Linked DNA regions of Sus scrofa: regions 1, 2 and 3 are each linked to region 4. The links are chromatin contacts, called in public Hi-C maps. All regions are on one chromosome and are shown on one strand. The core of a region is the stretch at or near the end of the contact, and the rest is flanking DNA. Distances in the headings are between cores, read along the strand shown.

The links. A called contact is a pair of places that touch in the nucleus more often than the background predicts.
Region 1: a Hi-C map of liver shows a contact between it and region 4, with 2.2 times the contacts expected there. The contact joins two enhancer-like sites. A contact is called at or near these places in 4 of 47 Hi-C or Micro-C datasets (liver and skeletal muscle).
Region 2: a contact with region 4 is called in a Hi-C map of liver, with 4 times the contacts expected there. The contact joins two enhancer-like sites. A contact is called at or near these places in 1 of 5 promoter capture datasets (liver) and 3 of 47 Hi-C or Micro-C datasets (all in liver).
Region 3: a Hi-C map of liver shows a contact between it and region 4, with 4 times the contacts expected there. The contact joins two enhancer-like sites. A contact is called at or near these places in 3 of 47 Hi-C or Micro-C datasets (liver and skeletal muscle).

The regions. Positions count from the first base shown.
Region 1 is chr3:14,463,719-14,467,614 of Sscrofa11.1, forward strand. All of the region lies in intron 5 of AUTS2 (AUTS2, activator of transcription and developmental regulator), which reads left to right. Among named protein-coding and RNA genes, the nearest start is that of GALNT17, 560 kb to the right of the region's middle. Within about 2 kb of position 1,428, at least 3 of the 83 cell types and tissues checked have an H3K27ac peak or open chromatin away from gene starts, as enhancers often do. A contact at or near this core is called in liver, where this site is marked.
Region 2 is chr3:14,485,145-14,488,746 of Sscrofa11.1, forward strand. All of the region lies in intron 5 of AUTS2 (AUTS2, activator of transcription and developmental regulator), which reads left to right. Among named protein-coding and RNA genes, the nearest start is that of GALNT17, 540 kb to the right of the region's middle. Within about 2 kb of position 2,062, at least 8 of the 83 cell types and tissues checked have an H3K27ac peak or open chromatin away from gene starts, as enhancers often do. A contact at or near this core is called in liver, where this site is marked.
Region 3 is chr3:14,081,872-14,085,878 of Sscrofa11.1, forward strand. The region is part of intron 2 of AUTS2 (AUTS2, activator of transcription and developmental regulator); the gene reads left to right. Among named protein-coding and RNA genes, the nearest start is that of AUTS2, 520 kb to the left of the region's middle. Within about 2 kb of position 1,325, at least 15 of the 83 cell types and tissues checked have an H3K27ac peak or open chromatin away from gene starts, as enhancers often do. A contact at or near this core is called in liver, where this site is marked.
Region 4 is chr3:14,303,236-14,307,078 of Sscrofa11.1, forward strand. All of the region lies in intron 4 of AUTS2 (AUTS2, activator of transcription and developmental regulator), which reads left to right. Among named protein-coding and RNA genes, the nearest start is that of GALNT17, 720 kb to the right of the region's middle. Within about 2 kb of position 2,291, at least 2 of the 83 cell types and tissues checked have an H3K27ac peak or open chromatin away from gene starts, as enhancers often do. A contact at or near this core is called in liver, where this site is marked.

The sequences.
Region 1 (3,896 bases), core at 178-2,677, 160 kb after region 4:
AAGGCGTTTCCTCCTGCATCCGTAGAGCACCCCTGCTTGTCGTTTGCGGTGGGCCCTGAATCCCCGAGTCTTTGCCGCTGGGTTTCCATCTCCCAGTGTGGGAAGCAGCCAAGTATTTACCCAGAAGAGTGGGCAGTGAGAACAGAGCCAGCACCCTCTGCTCTGAGTTTGGGGTGATTTCGGGACAAGGAAGGAGAATGAGGCGATGTCTGTAGGCACGTCCACAGGAGGGGCGACAATGGGGCACAGAGGGCCATCGGGGGCGTCCATCCGACAGGCGTGCCCCTCCTGCCTCAGCTGCCCAGTCGCCTTGCCCTTGAGCTGTGGTGGCCCTGTAGGTCTTCTTCACCCGGAGCTGCCCTGCCACCCAGCTTTCCCCCAGAGGGCTCCAGAAGAGTCATAAGGACTCTGTGATTGTCGTGGTGCCTGCCTGGCCCAGTTAGAGTTAAGACAGTCAGGCTTCCCCCTTGGACTGGGAGTGTCTGGTGTTTATCACCGACTTTCACACCATCCTCCCAGACTTTCCGCTCGGTGCCCAAGCCTGGGCCCCTGTCAGCCTCCTCTGTGCCAGGGCCTCTTGCCTGGGCCCCCCTCAGAGCCCCAGAGCCAACTGAGGCTGCTTTCATGTGCTGCTTGGAGGACTCGCATTCAAATCTGAATTGCTAATGGTGGCAAAGATGCCACTCAGTGTCCTGGGATCCCTTCAGCAGCCCCACCAGGGATGCTGTCGGAGGCAAGAGTGAGACTCGTAGGGGACCCACTGGGATTTCTCTCCGGAAGACCTGTCATTCTCTTTCTCCGTAGGGATCTGCAGAGCTGGCGGTCTAAAATTAGGGTACTGTATTTCACACAGCTGACTGAATTAAGATAAACTCTGCTTTCCTCTGATCTGAAGCAGCAATTTATAAAATGATACCCTTACTAATTAATGTGGAAGTGACTGGGAAAGGGGCTAGAAGAGAAGCGCTCTCCATAAATGCAGGATTCCATCTTATACATGGAAAAGGCTTTGATGAGACCCTGAGCACAGCATCTCTTGGCCTCCCCTCCCAGCCACGTGAATATATTTCCCATTCATGTCAGGGACCTGGAGGACTTTTGTGAAGAGCAGAAATTGGGTGGGGGGTTAGAGAAGGCTGGGCACACTGCATCTGAGATTTAGGATCATTCTTCATTGCAGTTGGTGCAAAGAAAAGAGGCAGCACTTAGCACCTTAATCACCCAAAGTAAGCAGCTATTCCGATCCCCCCTCAGAGTGAACCGATAGCATGAGAACAAAGAGGCAGCAGGCGTAGTTCCACATATCTGGCCTGTACTTTCTAGTTTGCTCTCTTTCTCTACCACTGGCAGCCACGCATTGTGCTAAGAGACACCCCCTGTTTGGTTATGAAATCAAGGTTAAAAGTCATTCTTTTTCCATTTACTCACTTCCTGTGTAACTTGTGGACCATGTGATGGAGTTTGTTGGAAGGCGTCGGGCCCACCGGTCAAGCACCTGGGCCTCCGGGCCTCCAGGTCCAGCTCGGGCAATCTTTTACTCCTCTAGAGCCGTGGAGAAGCCTCGTCCTCATATCTGAGAAACGGGGGTAACAACAGCCCCCCCCAACAGTTCTGAAACAATTAAATTGACTCCGTGCCTGGTCTGTAGTCAGTGTTCACTATGTGTTAACTTTCATTCGTTTTCCTTGGAGCCAAGTAAGAGCCTCACTTGGGAGAGGAGGAAGCTATCCTTCTCTTCCGAAAGCTCAGAATCGGCCAGAAAACCTGCCAAAGGATAAGAGGTGTAATTTTTTTTCCCCCACTGGAACCCAAGGCTCAGCTTTCATCCCCTAGGGCGCTTCTTCCTGACACAGGCTGAATGGAAGTGCTGTGAGGTTTGGAAGAGTCCCGGAACCATGATGTTTAAATTCCTTATCCCAAACATCAAGCTTTTCCTTCAGGCACAACCTGGAGCCAAGAGCAAGCCTGCTGTCCTGGAGGGTCAGACGGTGATGGAGTGGATTGCACAGCCCTCATCCCATGTGCCAAATACTGTCGTTCCCAGACACCCATCACAGGAGAGAGGGTCTGATTCAGAACATCTGGGGTAGGGCCGCAGCATCCGTATTGTTTTAGAAACTTCCTAGAAAATTTTCGTACCACTCGTTTTGAGAGCTACTGCCTTATAACAAATGTCAGAGAGAAGCATTTGCCTTCCTCCTGTTTAATGCTTTAAAAATTTTAACAGCTGGGAGTTCCCATCATGGCTCAGCGGAAACAAATCTGACTAGGAACCATGAGGTCACAGGTTCAATCCCTGGCCCTGCTCAGTGGGTTAAGGACCCAGCATTACTGTGAGCTAGGCTTGGATCTGGTGTTGCCGTAGCTGTGGAGTAGGCTGGCAGCTGCATCTCCAGTTTGACCCCTATTGGTTCCCAGGCTAAGGGAACCTCCATATGCTGCAGGCGTGGCCCTAGAAAGACAAAAAAAAAAAAAAAAAAAAAAATTAACAGCTCAAGAAAAAGACTTGAAAGCTATAGAGATGTGTGCGTACGTCCACCCCACATGCTTGTGTTTTTAGGCGCTGGTGTATCCATGCATGCAATACACACATACACAATTGCTTCAGAGGTATGAATGGTTCTCGTCTTCCTCATGAAGCTTCTAATGTGACTCCTGATGGCAGTTTCCTCTCTCTGGGCTCTTAGTGATAGGAGTGACACCTGGAAAAGTCACTTGGTCCCGTGGCCCGTTCACCAGTACCCAGCACAGCCTGCTAGGTCACTGCCAACTGCAAGTACAGAGCCTCAGGTTTTCCATGTCCGCACTCTCTCCCTTAATATGCACACACTTCAGGGTACATGCTAGGTTTTAAATGCAAGCGAAATTGGTTGGTTTAATCATTTTGCATTCACTTGTGTGGGAAGGGGGCAGTTGCTAAGAAAAGCAGCAAGAAAACCAACAGAGACGTGTGTTCCGAACTCAACAGAAACCACATGCCTAACTTGGCTCCTGAAGGACTGAGAAAGTGCTGAGAAGTCAAACTGCAGACGGGCATGTGGCTTGTGCGTGTAGTGGAAGAGTCCTGTCCCTTGATTGGCCGTGTTTCACACTTGGTAAAAATTATGCCTCCTCAGCAACATTCCAGAAGCTCAGGGGGCCTTCACTGTTGCTTATAGAACCCCCCTCCTTGGTTGTGAAACAGGACACATTCCGATCAGGAGACAACTTAGAGATTCTGTCCCCTTTGCACAGAGAGAACGAAATTTTCTCCTTCCGGTTTCATAGCAGCAAAACATACAACCATGGCCCAGGAGAAGAGTAGGGACCCTGTGCCTGTCTTTATAACCCTAGGATTCAGAAATGTTCATTGTTTTGCTACATTTGCATTTTCTTTTCTGGATGCTCATCTCCAAATGGAGGGGATAAGTGAAAACTTCCGAAAACTGTTACTCGAGCCTGAGTACACTGCCTATCCATCCCAGGGTTTATTTTCTGGACTCCCAACAAATACTCCAGCCTTCTATATTTCTTTATTATTATTATTACTATTATTTTTGTTCCTTTCTAAAAGGGCTGCACCATGGCAAATAGAGGTTCCCAGGCTAGGGATCTAATCGGAGCTGTAGCTGCCAGCCTGTGCCAGAGCCACAGCAACACAGGATCCGAGCCGCGTCTGTGACCTACACCACAGCTCACGGCAACGCCAGATCCTTAACCCACTGATCAAGACCAGGGATTGAACCTGCAACCTCATGGTTCCTAGTTGGATTCGTTAACCACTGAGCCACAATGGGAACTCCACAATTTATTTTTTTATAAGACACTCCTGAGCCATTTAGAAACATCTCACTTTACTTGGGAAGTTTCTGCAGTTCTTGGCTGCATTTCAAGAGCTTTCTCTTCTGGATGCCTGG
Region 2 (3,602 bases), core at 812-3,311, 180 kb after region 4:
AATGAGCAAAGGAACAGCTGTCGTTTATAGAGCATTACTTACCACGCGCCAGGAACTTGCTGCTGGTTTTACTTCGTTTTGTGTAATCTCTTTACAACCAAAAAAAATGCAAGGTAATACGATCACTTACCCAAGAACACATGATGAGGATGTGGGCCTTGGGGTGGCACCCTTCCTGGGTCCCAGTGGCTCATTTGCCAGGTGAGGCGTTGTCTGTAATGTCACACAGTCCTCCCTGGCGTCCGGGGGCGGGTGGAGGTGAGCGTGGGTTGTTAGGACATCAGGGGCCTGACCTGCTTCAACTGGAGTAGCTTGACTTCTGTCCGTTTCATAGATTTGCCTTTCTCCAAAGACTTGACTTAGAAAAAAGTGTTCTTCAGGTAGCTTTTTAAAAATTGGGTTTTTTTTTTTAGGAGTTTGTGTTGTGGCTCAGCTGGTTAAGGACCCGACATTGTCTCTGTAAGGATGTGGGTTCGATCCCTGACCTCGCTCAGAGTATTAAGCATCCAGTATTGCTGCGCTGTAGGTCAAAGATGCCATTTGAATCCGGTATTGCTGTGGTAGGCCTCGGCTGCAGTCCCGATTTCTATGGAAGTCCCAGGAACTTCCATGTGCCACAGGTGTGGCTATAAAAATAATAATAATAAAATAAAAATACATTTTTTATGTACCACATCTTCTTAATCCATTTATTTGTCAATAGACATTTAGGCTGTTTCCATGTCTTGACTATAGTGCTGCTGTGAAAATACAGGTGCATGGAGTTCCCGTCGTGGCACAGTGGAAACAAATCCAACTAGGAACCGTGAGGTTGTGGGTTCGATCCCTGACCTCGATCAGTGGGTTAAGGATCTGGCATTGCCGTGAGCTGTGGTGTAGGTCATAGACGCAGTTTGGATCTGGCGTTGCTGTGGCTGTGGTGTAGGCCGGCAGCAACAGCTCCGATTAGACGCCTAGCCTGGGAACCTCCATATGCCTCGGGTGCGGCCCTGAAAAGACAAAAGACAAAAAAGTGAATAAATAAATACAGGTGCATGTATCTTTTTGAATTGTAGTTTTGTTGGGATATATGCCCGGGAGTGGAATTGCTGGATCATGTGATAGCCAAGGGGGAGAGGGGAGCGGGTAGGATGGACCGGGAGTTTGGGGTTAGTAGATGCAAACTATTCCATTTAGAACAGATAAGCAATGAGAAGATCCTGCTGTAGAGCACAGGGAACTGTATTCAGTCTCTTGGGATAGACCATGGTGGAAGATAATACAGCAAAAGGAATGTATATATATGTATGACTGGGTCACTTTGCTATACAGTAGAAATTGGCACAACACTGTAAATATTTTCATGAAAAAAGGAAAAAAAAACATTTTTTAAAGCAATTAAAGGAAGTTGGAATGATAGGTAACTATTAGGCTGGCCAGGTGGGATAGGTACATGATAAAGCAAATTTAATCAAATGTTAAGTAGAAGGACACCGGTGTCGGGTATGTGGGGGGTGTTCGCTGTAAAGTTCTTTCCGCTTTTCTGTGTTTGAAATTTTTCTGATACATATTACTGAGTAGGTGATTTCCGAAGACCCTTCCAGATTTTTTTAAAATGCAGCTCCCTGTGTCCCATTGCTGTCTCAGTGTACAACTACGAGAAGGCACAGACCTGGATCCCGTGTTGGGCTGTGCCATTGTAAAAAACTGAAGAAAACAGAGCTGAGGAAAACAGAATCTGTCCTCAGTCACTTTGGTCCCTAGCTGCCTACTCGCGACGTTGGAAGTGACCAGTTTGGTTCCTTTCAGACACTCCCCTGGAAAGCTGTTTGTCTGTAGTTCTCCGGATGAAAGAAGGGTTTAGGCATAAAAGCATCTCCTGTTTCAGGGCAGTGAGTCCTTTGGATCCATCCCCAGTGGAGGTTTCTTAAAGCTCTCCAGCCCCAATAAAGACACAGTGTTCCCATTCACCCACCTTGGCAGAGGCTTAGGAAGAAAGAGGCGAGAAACACTCACTCAGTAAGACCTAGAAGCTTTCGCAAACCCCAGCAGAGGGCACAGTCTTTACCCCTGGGGCCTGGTCCTAGCACTTTGTTACCCTTCTTCCTCCCGCTGACCTCTTCCTGCAGCCTGACAGGGCGATTCGTGCCCCTTTGCCAGGGCCGCAGAGCACGTGTTGCAATGCACAGTGGGTGGACTTTGTCCAGCCAGTTATTAGAGTAACCTTGTCAGCACTTTCCGGGGAGTTTAGCAGGGAGTTGTGCCAAACTAAGACAAAGCTGCGCATTGAGCAGCCTCGGATGGCTGATGAGCTTGGGAGTGCCGGTTAATTGACAGGAGCTGCACTTGTCAGTCTCTTCAGGCCATGGAAGTGGATCGCTTGTCTTTTCCTCCCTTCCGCAGGCCTTCCTCCTCCGCTTGTTGGTGGGTTCAGCATGGCCTCGCCTCTGCACCCAGCACACCTCCCACCTTTGTTCTTGTGTGTTTACTGAGGAATTCGTCTCACTGTGCTGGGATGGAAATGGTCTATTAAAACACTCAGGCAGGACAACACGGAGAGGGAGGAAGGAGGATGAAGGCTGGCAGAAGGAGGGAGGGAGTCATGTGCTGGTTTAATTGGTTCTTTCACCTAATGGTATTTTGTCAATTAAGGAGATACTTAGAGAGAGTGGAATTAATCCATATGGGTCAAAAGCAGCTATTAATTTTTAATCAAAGCAAAATGTTCAACAAATTGTGGCTCTGCTCATACCAATGCAAGCTTGCCACCAGCCTCTTCCCGAAGGATTTAGAGGCAGTCCCAAGAAAAAAATGGGGTGGGGGATGCTCTTAGTTTAGAAAAGATGTGCCTCCTCGCATAGCCCCCTCCCCAAGGTGAGCTCCTCAAAGCTCCTCCATCCTGGTTCTTCAGCATCTATTGCAAATCTTGAGACACAGTAGATACCCACGGATGTTGCTCTTCTGGGGCTCTTTGAATCCCCATCATGTATATCGCTCTGAGGCATTTCCAGCAGGTTTTAGGCATAGCATCTATCCTCTAGGAACTTCTGGTCTGGTCGAAGAGGTATTGGTGAGGCCACTACAGAGTCGTTCGGAACAACATCTGAGCAGGTGCCACCCTGTGTGACAAACCGTATGAAGGCTGGCATTTGTTGGGCCGCCACTGTATGCACTCTGCATAGACCAACTCCATTCATCTCTACCATGACGCAGTGCAGGAGGCATCATTTTTTCCATCCCCATCTGAAAGGCCACTGGGCGCAGAAAGTTTAGGTAACTTGCCCAGTGTCTCACAATTACCGGTTAGCCTGCTAGAGGCTTGCATTACCCAGTATTGTCATTGCCAGCGTGATCCCAAGAAAGCGGGTGAGAGGCAGTGCTGACGGCTCCTGGAGGGCGGTTAAAGGATGAGCTGATGTTTTTGGAGTTCCCATCAAGACGCAGCAGAAATATGACTGGTATCTATGCGGATGTGTGTTCGATCCCTGGCCTCACTCCGTGGGTTAAGGATCAGGCGTTGCCATGAGCTGTGGTATAGGTCACAGACGTGGCTCAGATCGTAGGTTGCTATGGCTGTGGTGTAGGCCAGCAGCTACAGTTCCGATTCAACCCCTAGCCTGGGA
Region 3 (4,007 bases), core at 75-2,574, 220 kb before region 4:
TCTGAGGGTAGGAGACTCTTGGTTTCCCTCTGATAAGGAGATCTGTGATTCCTTGCTTCCCATGTGAAGCCAAGAATCCTTTGTATGAGTTGTAAGCTACAAAGTGAGCACTTTGCATCTTGTTTGTGTGTGAGCGTCCGCACAGGTAAAGGCTTCTCCCCCTTCCCCCATCACCCCTGCAGCTTGATGGACACTGGCAGGCACACCACATTTGGCATTTGCAGATCCGCCTCGTTTTCAGCAGATGCCGTCACCCACCATTTGGATTTACAAGGTAAACAAACCAAGGGATGGATGTTTTTCCTGGCTGCAGAGTTTTTTTTTTCTCCCCCCTTCAAAATGGTTCACCCTAGGTGTCTTTAAAATAGCAAGTTATTCTGCTGGATTTAGATGGGATTTTATATATAAAAATTCCATTTACACACTTAACAGGAGGTTGTGTTTGTAGAGCAGAGTGATTAATAGCCAGGTTCTGGAGTCTTAACCCTGAGCCAGGTTAGGATCTCAGCTTTCCTACTTTCTGGCTGTGTGAATCCTGGGCATGTCAGTTAGGGCCTCTTAGCCTCAGTCTCCTCATGGGCAAACCAGGGATCCTCGCATCTCGTGGAGAACACTCTTAGATAACACTCTGTAGAGTATGAGGACAGTACAAACAAAAAGTGCTCTGAGATTAGGAAAGTCTCAGCTATCGAACAGCACCCCTTTGGCAGTGTCCCTTTGAGTTGTTGTGTGCCTGCCCTCCCTTCCCTTCTTTGGATGTGTTTGTAAACTTGAAGAGAACGGTTCAGAAAAGAGCTCACGTTCCTGCTTGGTCGCATTTCTTCTGTTCTGTGGCTTGACATGATGGATGGTCAGGAGGGCCTGCAGAAAATCAAACCATGAATTACCCTGCCTTGGGTAACGACAATGGTTCGGGTGGCAGCCGCCTAATTTTTCTTTGACTTTTCTCTTCTCCAGGCAACAGCAAATAGAGGGGGAGGCAAGAATATGCCTTTTAATTACTGCGTTCTAAATTCTTGGAATGGGCATCGTCTGTTTTCTCAGGATCAGACTAGAAGGCGTCATTTTACTACAGAAGAGCCAAGAGCCAAGACTTGTCCTGAATGGATGTGGCTTCGGCAAAGCATTTTTAGCTTAAGAAATGAAAGCTTTGGATCGTATTCAGCGTCTGTGCTTCACCAGGCCGCTCTTTATCCTTTTAGTGAGTCCCATTTGTCTGTCCTCTGTCAAGGGCTCGTGTACACCATGCTGATTTAGTACTAACTGGGGAGATTAGAAATGCCTTCCCTGGCGCTGTCAGCTAAACCTGAATCAGTGTCTGTGTACTCTGACCCATCCACTCAGAGAGGTTTACCCTTTGCTCTACTGCTCACTCTAATAGGCAGAAAAGCTCAGCTCACCCCAGCTTTTATACAGAGGTCAGCTCCAGAAATAGCTCCTTTAACACAGCAATGGAAGCAACACAAATCCAGCCAGCAGATAGTATACAATGGCTGCTTTTAGGCCTTGGAACAAAAGAAAGTAGTTTATCTTGTCTGCACACCGCTCTACTGATACTATTTTCTCTTTGCTGGAGAGTTTATCATTGCTGGGAGCCAAGGCCTAGATTTCCTTCATTCAAATGCCTTCCAAGGGGGAACTGTTTGGTGCATGGGTCATTGTGTTTACTCAGGATTGTAATTTAGGGGTAATTTGGTCATATAGACCCAAGGGTAAATGTGATATTTGATTGATCCGGATGGAAGTCACACCTCCAAAATGCATGGTGAAACTCTTTCAAGAGTCTTAACCTGGGGGATGTATGTCCCCTCTTGAAATTTTGCCTTAGAGCTAGCAATTCTAACCTTACAGCTCCATATGACTTTCAAAACCATGTGAACTTGAGCTGGTAATATCGTGAGTTGCTTCATCCTCTGTTCCTGTCTCCTCAGGTAGAAAATATTACTTTATCAGTGGGTTACATTTCTTTCTCCTCCAAGATTTAACTTAGGGTCTGTTCTATTCATACTTAAAGCCCAGAGCAATGGTAGGTACTTACTAATTATTGAATAAGTGAGTGAATGAATGAATAGACAAATGATTGAAAATGAATGAATGGCAAAGTGAACAAAGATTTGAAGTATATGCCTGGGCATCTCTTTATGTTTGTGTGTGAACAGCGCCCTAATATAGCACCTGAGCAAATAACTTTGAGGAACTTATACTGTCTCATCACCTTCATCCGACTTTCCTATCAACACCAACCAGACACATTTTGGTGATGTATTATTGCATTTCACTTTTTATTTCTTTGCCTCCCCCATGATAAAAAGAAAATTAAACAGCCAAACCAGTACATTAAATGAACTGAAAGCAAGGTCTCATCTATCTTTTGTCTAGCAAAACTCAAGGCAAAAAATGTTGTCTTGGCTAAAAACTTTGTTGGCCAGATCCTTTTCTGAATTATATTTTGACTAAAAAAGAATTAAGTCTTATAAGCTCAGTTGATTGCTTCAGTGATGTTGCTGACAGATCTTTGCATTCTGCAGGAATAGTTGGTGCCATAATAATAAAAAATAAATGTAGATAATTTTGCCGTAATTTCAAAGTGATTTTGTAAAATCATGGTTCAGAATCACTTGTAGGATGTGTTGCAATTTTTACTTCAGAAGCACATACTTATAAGGCAATTGAAGTTACTTTTGACTAGTTTCTCAAGTGATTGATCATAAATTATGAAATTTTAACTTATTAAGTTATTTTAAAAAGAGATAATTTTAAAGCATATGCTGTTTTATTTTGGAGATAAATAGTCCTTTCTCTCTACCCAGTAAAAAGAGTTTTGATTTTCATTTCTCTCAAGGGAAGACAAATATTTGAGGTTATCTTTGATGGAGGAAATAAAAACTGGATGTCTTTTGTCTGTGTATAATAATCACCCTTACCAACTATTTCTCAAGTTTCATTTAAAAACCTTACTTTCCAGATCTTAACCCAGGGGATAATTTTAAGAATCTCAAAGTCTCTTTTATTTTTTCTTAAACTTTTTGAAACTCACTTTCTTATTTCCCTGAGAGTCTTCTTTGGAATGAGGATAATAATGATAATAATATATTTATAATAATATATAATAATAATTATTATTATTATTAATTGTTTTTTAGGGCCACACTCGCAGCATATGGAAATTCACAGGCTAGGGGTCAAATCAGAGGTGCCGCCTACACCACAACCACAGGAATGCAGGAGTTGAGCCACACCTGCAACCTATACCACAGCTCATGGCAATGCAGGATCCCCAACACACTGAGCAAGACCGGGGATCAAACCCGCATTTTCACGGATACTAGTTGGATTCGTTTCCGCTGCACCACAACAGGAACTCCAAAGATGGGAATTAAGTATCTAAGAGTGTAGTACATGTAATATGTAAAGAAATGCAATTAAAAGTAACAAAGAGATGCCATTTTTAAACTTATTAAATTGACAATATTTGTAGAAATGATACTAGTCACTGCTGGAAAAAGTACAGTGAAACTGTCGCTTTTACACAAGCCTTTTTATGTTTTAAGAGTCTACACAATGTTAACATCTTTTGATCTGTTAATTCTTTGTCTAGGACAGTTTCCTGAGATAGCAAATTGGATGTGAAGAAAAACGTCATGCAATCTCAGTACCCTATATCATGCCAATCAATACACAGGTTATGTTATTTTTATATTTTGGAATATTTTTTCAGAGGTTAAATGATATATTCCAAGAGTACAGAGAAAAATATTTACAATATGTTAATTTATTAGAATTTTATTTAAAATACATGCACACACAGAATTATTTGAATTTTATACAGAAAAAGAGAAAGAACAAGAATAAATCAAAAAGTAGAAGAAAATGCACCCTGTTCCTTATAGTGGTGATCTTTAGATTGTCAGAACGTAAGTAGATTTATTTTCTACAAAACGTATGTGTTATTTTTATAATCATGCATAATTTTGCAAGGATGTTGCATAAATTCCTCTCTGTTCCTT
Region 4 (3,843 bases), core at 1,041-3,540:
AAGTTCATCACAGCAATTTAATCAGGCTCAAACGAGTGTTGCCCAGAAAAGAATCAGCCTTGGGTGTGACAGAAAATAGAGTGTATTTAAAAGAGTCTTTTGTTTCTGGTAATTCTGTGCGCTGAGGCTTCCCAGGTAGACACAAAGATGAGCGAGCTGCTACGTTTGCTAGGGCATGGCCCGCGGGTTTTACCTTGGTTCAGAAAGTGAAATCTGGCGAAGATGTGTACAAGGTCATGATCTTATCCAGAAGGAGCATGCCACCTCTAAAGTTCCAGCTTTGAAAATTTTCACAGATGAAGGAGGCCAGGGACCGCCTTTGGCTGGAGCCATCTGCTGCCCCCCTCTACTGTGAAATTGTCTTGATGTCAAATGTTTGTGTGTCTTCGGGGAGAGCTGTAGAGCACAGCGGTAAAGAACTTGAGCTTTGGAGGGAGTCGCACCTGGGTTTGACTCCTAGCGCTTCACTTGCCAGCTGTGTGACCTTGAGCAAGTGGCATCAACTGTCAGACCCAGAGTTTCTTACCTATGAAGTGAGAATGATAATTCCCACTTCACAGGATTATGGTGAGAAGTGAATTAAATGAAGCAATATAGGGAGTTCCTGAGGTCATGGCCCAGCAGTAACCTGACTAGTATCCATGAGGATGTGGGTTCGATCCCTGACCTCGCTCAGTGGGTTAAGGATCCGGCGTTGAAGTGAGCTGTGGTGTAGGTCCCAGACATGGTTGGATCCCGTGTTGCTGTGGCTGTCGTGTAGGCTGGCAGGTACAGTTCCCATTCAACCCCTAGCCTGGGAACTTCCATCTACTGTGGATGTGGTCCTAAAAAGAGAAGCAGTATGTATCAGTTTATCACAGTGTCTGCACATAATATGTGCTCGGTAAATGGTACATACTTGAAGCTTTAGGACTCTCATCATCTTGTTCCTCCCTCACTTCCCTCTTATGTACACCCTTCGTAAGCCAGAGAGTTCACTGCTTAGGAGTCAAGGTAGACCTTTGAGAGCATCTGTACATTCAGAAGTGGAAACAGAGCAGACTACAAACATCTGGAGGCTTGGGCAGCTGATTGGTTATCAAGAGACCAAACAAAATCACACCCTCCCCACCCCACACACCAGCACAGTCAGGGTCTGTTAGATTGCCACATCATTAGCCAGTGTTTCAGTTTTACGCATATGACAAGAATCAGTTTTTCTTCTCTGTTCCTCTCCAGCTCTTAAGTTTGTTTACTCAGTAAAGTATAAGGTATTTTTGTCTAACTGATACAGTTTCAAAAGAATATAGTAACTATATTAGGTGTTTTCCTTTCCACTTCAGGGATCTCTGTATGTCTGTAGTCTTGATTGTATCCTTACAATTGTGTCTGTATCTGTGTGTGTGTGTAGGGGAGGAAGGGAGAAAGAGAGAATGAATGAATAAGAATGAGAACTGAGAGCCAAATTATCAGCTTTATTGATTTCTGGGTAAACACCCAGTAATTCCTAAAATGCAGGGCACTCAGGCAAAAGCCAGATTGGAAGGGCTACCAAGATCCTTTTAAAGTGGAGCCTCCTAATGGTCTGCCCATAATTTATAGCCTGGGCCCCACAGAGCACTTGCGAGCCAGCTCCATGGATCAGGAACGCAGACCCCCCCCTAATCTGTGCGGCACCTGCAGTCCGGAGATACACAGGTCTAGAGAAGGGACCGCTTACCGTAAAGAAATCACACCTACTCTTCAGGTGGCCCAGTGACGGCCGCCTCTGACATCCATGGGGAAATGCAAAAGAGACAGTGAGAGCTGAAGAAAGTTTCTTCTTCTCCCTGGTTAAGGTGAGAAGGTGAGAAGAAGTCCATAGAAAAGACATTCCATACAACAGATCATGGCCCACAGTTTGAAAACCTGAAAGATACAAGTAACAGGACACTTGTGGATTCCTGGCTTCATACGAAGAAGAAGAACATCATGGTCTATATTAGTATTAAAATCTACTGTGCAGTTTCTATCACAGTTACCTAATGTGGTTATTTTGCTTAAATTACTATTTGTTCAGTGCTTTGAAGAGTCACAGTAACGTCTCAGAACATGTGTATATCATATTAACAAACAAACCGTGTCAGTTAAGTGTTTAAAGGCTGTTCTATTCTGCCACTGGTACAGAGGAACTATTCAAGGGTAGACTGTTACCTAAAGCTTGGGTTTCATTGAGGAAGCTCGTGCGGCTGTCTGTTTTATTTACTGCTCTTTCACCCCACCCCCAAAACCACCACCAACAAACAGAACAAACACCATAGGAGAGAAATTGATTGATTAATTGATTTAGGTTGCCCATGACCCTTGGGGCTTGCGTTGTTTCAGAAAGTGCACTTCAGCACCAAAAGAGGATTGCAAAATCATAGGATTTTAGATCTGAGAGTGATTTTAGAAATCACCCCATTTCACAAAAAGCGTTTGATTTTTCTCATGGACTTTGGACTGTGACTTTGAAGAGGGAAGCTCAGTAAATATTATCCTCAGGGTACAGGATCAAGACCACGACACTTACCGAGTTTAGCTGGTGGAAGTAATGAACCATTATGAGGAGGGCTTTTGTGGAGGAGAAGGAAAGGCATACAGAAAAGAATAAAATATAGAGAATTACTTCTTCTGCACCAAACGACTCTACTCTGACATATATCAGCTTTCAGTATCCCCATAGATATTTTGCTGGAATTGCTACCTCTTTAAACATTTATGCTATTAAAAAATCAGACCAATTGTTGACATAAACCTAACATAGCAGCTGCTATATAGATAGAATATGAATTTTTTATGCTATTGAGGAGAAGTTTATGTCATTTATGTTCTGTAGTAAGGGTAGAAGATGGATTTTGAATCCTGAAAAAGCTACTGTTGGTACCATTCAGAATATTAGCTGTGCTTTGAATCAAAATATTAAGATGGCTGTATTGTCTGTGTGTGTGTGTTTGTGCAAAATGGTGTATCTATGTGTGGAATGGGAGAAATTGCTCTACCTAGAGAAAGTAGTGATAGTTTTCTTTTGTTTTCTGTGTGTGTGTGTGTGTGTGTGTAAAAGGAAGAATTGATAACATTTAGTATTTGATTTATCTGCCCTTTCCTTCACCATCAAAGGAATTAACGGTTGCAGTGATAAAACCATACTTCATCTAATTGAAGGTGCCATCAGTGGCAAGATACAACATTATTTTATGTACCGCTAAGAATATATACTGACAATTAAACTGACATGCCATCGATTTGAAGATGGATTTCAGTTTCAGAGATGTTGAAATGTGTAAATAAGGTATCTTAGAGTTGATGAAATGGCATATGCAATTCTCTTGTGATATATTTGTCTGCATAGACAAAGTGTGCTTGCATTTGGTTATATTCTGTAGCATTTTGAATCATTTCTACTTAGTTAGATTTTATTTATCTTTTAAATTTGCAATTAATATTTGTTTGACACAATTATTTTAATATGGCCTGAATTTGGGATCTTTGCTCAAAGAATCATTTGGACAGCTCCTTCCTCAAGATTTCAAAAGAGAAGGAGGAGTTCCTGTCATGACTCAGTAGTAACGAACCTGACTAATAACCATGAGGACATGGGTTCATCCCTGTCCTCATTCAGTGGGTTAAGCATCCAGCGTTGCCGCGAGCTCTGGTGTAGGTCACAGACGCAGCTCAGATCTCACGTTGCTGTGGCTGTGGTGTAGGCTGGCAGCTGTAAATCCAATTTGACCCCCAGCCTGGGAACTTCCTTATGCCGCAGGTGCAGCCCTAAAAGAAAGTAAGAGCATTTATTTTCAGGAAAAAAAGAAAAAACTACAAAATAAAAAACAAAGGGAGAGCTGA